Linked DNA regions of Mus musculus: region 2 is linked to region 1. Evidence: chromatin contacts called from public Hi-C data. All regions are on one chromosome and are shown on one strand. The core of a region is the stretch at or near the end of the contact, and the rest is flanking DNA. Distances in the headings are between cores, read along the strand shown. Region 1 holds the start of Ubc (ubiquitin C). Region 2 holds the start of Rcc1l (reculator of chromosome condensation 1 like).

Region 1 (2,553 bases), core at 31-2,530:
TGTAATCCTGCCTCAACTCTCCTTCCCCCAAAAGAACACCAAACTTTTGTCTGAACGATTAAAATTAGTCTGGAGTGGTGGTACTGGCCTTGGACCTCATCACATGGGGTGGTAGAGGCAGAGATTTTGACAGTTTAAAAAAAAACACCCTTGTCGCAGGACAATGGTGGTGCCTTTCGTCCCAACACTTGGGAGGCAGAGGCAGGAGGATTTCTGGGTTCGAGGCCAGCCTGATCTACAGAGTGAGATGCGGGACAGCCAGGACTACATAGAGAAACCGTCTCGAACCCCCCCCCCAAAAGTTTCAGTAGTCATAGTTGTACAGCGACATTCTTAAAACGAAACAGGACAAGAATGGCTCACATTTCCCCTCTGAATTTCCGGTTCCTGTTTACTCTGGAGAGGCTACCGGAGGCCGAGACCCAAACCCTGTCCTACAACCGAGGGAAAGCTAAAGTCAAGATAGTGACGTCACTATCCATTAGGAGGCCACGCAACCCGCGACGTCACAGGGGGCGGCAGGCCAGGCAGGCTGAACCGCCGCCCAACCCCCTTCCGGTCTCGATCGCACTTCCGTCTTTCAGCAAACGAACGGACGAACGCCGGGCCAATCGACCTCTCGGGCCAGCCCAATATCCACGGCTCTCACAGCAGAGGCTCCTACGGCGCGCAACCCTAATTCAGTCCCCACCCCACAGTCTCCGACGTCCCCGGCTTAACCGGAGGGCAGCGGCCTCGCGGGCCTTTTTCCTCCCCCAACCTCGTCCTGCGCGTCAGAGCCCCGCGTCTTCCCCCTCAGGCTTCCATCTGGCCGCCATCTTGCCGCCCAGTCCTCTGCCTCGGGGCAGCCGCGGTCCGCGCGGGCCACGGAAACCAAACGTCTGGGCCGCGGGGCTGCCTCTCGCCCCGTCTCGCCTCCAGCCTCCCGTCCCCGACCGGGTGCGGCGGCTTTCTCCTCACCAGCGGTGGTGGCGGCAGTCCTCACACAGCAGACGGAACTCGCAGTCTCCACGGAACTAGCTGCGGCACGCCCGGCGTCTCTTTATATAGTCACCGAAGCCCCGCCCCCCCCCTTCCGCGCGGTCCCTCCGCGGGCAATGCGGTCAGGGACTACTTTGTAACGCCGGGTCCAGTCTCGGCAGCGAAAGCGACAGGCTAAAACTATCAAGGTACCTCTCTCACGGAGTTGTTTCACGGTGGCGTCCAGAGATTGAGGGGCTTTGTGTGGGAGGGCAGGGCTGTGACCTCGGGCGACTCCGCGGAGGGATCAGCGCGCGTGAGACGATCGGCACGAAAACACGGCTGGGATCACTGAGGCCGGAGCGGGCCTTGGCGCAGGCGCCCTGCGGCTTCGCGGCCTGGCGCCCCTAGTCAGGCCACCACCCCCCACCCCCCCTGTTTTCTTTCCGCGCTAGGGGGACCCAGGGCTTTGGCTCCTGTCACACTGGGATCCCATTGGTGACCTCGCCTCCTCAATCCCCTCATCCCCGGCGGGTCACTATGCCCAGCCCTCACTGTTTTGGCACAGTGACAGGGTGGATGACTGTGCAAATCTCCTAACAAGGAAAATGACAAAGGGTTTTTAATAAATTTAAAAAAAAAAAATACGAAGGAGGGAATCTCTCCCCGATTTGGAAAAACGAATCTGAGTTTGTCAAGGAAAGCAGACAGTCTACACAGTTCTTGAAAACTGTTGGCATTAGATCTGAAGCCCAGCAGAACCTGATCTTTCCAGATTTTTCCTAAACCTTGTGTCCTTGGATTCGAGAAGGTTCTATGTTTTCTATGTGCTTGTCACTAAGTAAAGGTCAAAATTTCCAAATGTTGTTCATATTTGTTGTTCATATTCTGAGACTGAACCCACTGAAGCCCTGATTTTTAAATTTTTGTTGTTCAGATGGGGGTTTCTCTGTGTAGCCCTGCCTGTCCTGGAATATGCTATGTAGACCAGGCTGGTCTCAAGTTTATATAGGTCCTCCTGCCTCTGCCTCCCAAGTATGGTCTACAGATCAAGTTCCAGAATGGCCAGGGCTACACTTGACTTGAAAAACCAAAAACCAAACAAAAAACCCCCACAAAAACAAAAAAGCACAAATGTGCACGTGTAGTACAATGTTCAGATTACAGCAAGCATATATCCCACTTATACGAATCAAATTATTCAGGGTTTTTTTTGTTTTGTTTTGTTTTGTTTTTTTTTTTTTGGTTTTTTGAGACAGGGTTTCTCTGTGTAGCCCTGACTGTCCTGGAACTCACTTTGTAGACCAGGCTGGCCCCGAACTCAGAAATCCACCTGCCTCTGCCTCCAAAGTGCTGGGATTAAAGGCCTGCGCCACCACTGCCCAGCTCAGGTTTTTGAAATGTAAGGCCTAAGACCTTAGAAGGTAAGAATTGAATCCCTGATGGGGAGAGATGGCTCCCCAGTAGGAACAGGTCTTTTTCCAGAGTACATGAATTCAATACCCAGCAACCCTGTCAGGCAGCTAGCTTGTGACTCCAGCTTCAGGAGGGTCCAATGTCCCTAGGGACACTTTCACATACATGTGGCACACA
Region 2 (2,553 bases), core at 28-2,527, 8.8 Mb after region 1:
AGAAACGGTTGCACACGGCTATAATAACAGCATTTCGAGGGTAAAGACAGGGTCTCACTGTGTAGCCCAAGCTAGAGTACAACTTGTGGCAATCCTCTTGTCTCAACCGTCCAGTCCAAGTCCTGGGACTACAGATGTGAGCCACCACGGCTGCCGGGCTGAGCCCTTTTGAAAAGTGAGCCTCTTCCCCGCCCCCCCTTTTTGACAGGGTTTCTCTGTGTACCCCTGGCTGTCCTGGAACTCTGTAGACCAGGCTGGCCTCGAACTCAGAAATTAGCCTGCCTCCGCCTCCAAGTGCTGGGATTAAAGGCGTGAGCCACCTTAGAAGCTCCATGGGCAACCTCCTATTTCCCCTCTAACCGCTCAGATGAGCATCTCCTTTTCCGGCTGCCCATCACTGACTCTAGCCGACACACCTCCGACCTGTGGAATGTCCCGTCCCTCAAGGGAGCTGTCTAGTCTAAGTTACAAATACCACCATTTACACCCAGCTGTGGGGCCCTGGACCTTACTTGACCTCTCTGCTACTCCCTTTCATCCTCTGTAACTGGGAGGTGACAGCTCCGGCCTTTTGGGGGGGGGGGGGGCCTGAGCGAATGATCTAAGGGCAGAATCCTTGGTGCGATTGTCAAGCTACGCCAATGGGCAAGAAAGTAAGGGAAGACACCAAACTCTCTCGAGCCACAAGCAAACTGCTAAAAATGCTGAACGAGACCCCAAGATCCACAGACGTGATAAACAGGCTCAGCAGTGAAGGACGGAGCACTGGGAGAAACAGACTTCTCGGCAGCCACCCCTCATGCCTCCCTCTGCAGATCCCGGGATCTCGGAGGTCATTGCTCCCGGAAATCCGGCCACGCGGGGAAGAAAGTTCCCTAAGAGATGCCAGCGAGGATGCCACTGCCCCCACCTTATGATCCAGCTCCAGGCGGTAGGGGACCGGCTGGATCCTGCGTCGGGGCCGCAGGCCGGCGCGCGGTCCAGGCCCCGAGGACGGCACCACGAAGCTGGGCACCCCGAGCGCCCCGGAGAAGCTGAAGCCCCAGACGAAGACGCGATCGGCGCGAGCCGCGCGCTCGCCCACGTACTGAAACACCGGAACGTCCGCCTCGGCCTCGGCCGCTTCTCGCCGGCTCCGCGAACGGCCGGCCGGTGTCCAGTGCTCGCGAGCCGGTGTCGGCCACCTCGGCCGCGGCCCCCGCAGAGCCCGGGCCGCCGCCAACATCCTCCGCGTCACGCCTCAACCGCTTATGGGCGCCGCCATCTTGTGTCACCCTTGACCTCTAGCCTGGCGGAAGTAGATACGGCCATGCTTACTACTGGCTGAAGGCGACGCGCTAAGGGAAAGACAACCATGTTTACTATTGGCAGATGATTACTACTCCAGGAAAGCAAAGACTTGAGAAGGCTATGGCTTCACCGTCTATCCATGAGTAGGGGACTTAAATGAGTGTCAAGCTATTATTTGAAGATGTCTGTGAAGTGTTCTATGATTCTTACTGCCCCTTTTTAAATTCTGTGTGTGTGTGTGTGTGTGTGTGTGTGTGTGTGTGTGTGTTAGTTTTGGTGTGGAGTTACTTAGGTGGAGCTGGGAATTGAACCCAGGTCCTCACACATCCTTAGGGTATAGGTTAACACAGACTACTCTCCCAATTCCAAGAAGTGTTTTGTATAAATACTGAAAGGAGACAGAGGGAACATCCTAGATGCTTATCTCATGGAAGCAAAACTGGGGAAGGTAGCTGGGCACAGTGGTTCACACCTGTAACCCCAACTTTAGGCTGAGGCAGGAATATTGCTGCAAATTGCAAACCACCCTAGAAGAAAGAAAACCTATTAATATATATGGTTTGTTTGTTTGTTTGTTTGTGACAGAATCTCATTATTTAGCCCTAACTGGCCTGGAACTTGCTTTGTTCCTGTAGACCAGGATAACTCAAACCTGCCCCTGCCTCCTGAATGGTGTGTGCCACCATACCCAGCACTGATTGGTTGATTTAGTTTATTTTAGGCGGTTTTATTTCATGCATATGGGTACTTTACCTGCATGTATATCTGTGTACCCTGCGTGTATAGTGTCTGTGGAGGCCTCAGAAGAGGGTGTTAGATTCTCTAGAACTGCAGTTACAGTTGATACCCCACTCCCACACACCCCCATGTGAATGCTAGAATTAGAACTCTGGTCCTCTGGAAGAGTAAACAGTATTTTGTTTTGTTTGTCATTGTTGTTGCACAGTGTTCTTAACTCTTGAGCCCTCTCTCCAGCCCTCTAATTGAATATTTTTCTAAGACAGGGTCTCACTCTGTAACCCAGGCTAGCCTCTACCTCACTACAGTTCTCCTACCCCAGCCTCCCAAGTGATGGGATTACAGACCCATGCCAGTGTGCCAGGTTCAACCCTGATTAAACTACACCTGGCTTCCAGGGGCCCTTCTTACTTCCTTTAGATCTCAATTCCAGCATGAAGGCTACACAGAGAAATTCAGTCCCTGAAATAAAGACTACAGTCCATGGCAGGGCTTCCTAAAAGTTATCCCCTAATACAGAGTGGA

What was found. A called contact is a pair of places that touch in the nucleus more often than the background predicts.
Region 2: a contact with region 1 is called in a Hi-C map of B cells, with 5 read pairs. The contact joins the promoter of Rcc1l here to the promoter of Ubc in region 1. A contact is called at or near these places in 1 of 39 promoter capture datasets (cranial neural crest) and 1 of 484 Hi-C or Micro-C datasets (B cells).

What each region holds. Positions count from the first base shown.
Region 1 is chr5:125,388,737-125,391,289 of GRCm38.p6, forward strand. It overlaps Ubc (ubiquitin C), which reads right to left and starts at 1,281. Exons shown (of 2, transcript NM_019639.4): 1 at 1,174-1,281.
Region 2 is chr5:134,175,490-134,178,042 of GRCm38.p6, forward strand. Rcc1l (reculator of chromosome condensation 1 like) reads right to left here and starts at 1,278. Exons shown (of 11, transcript NM_033572.2): 1 at 911-1,278. The coding sequence starts at 1,225.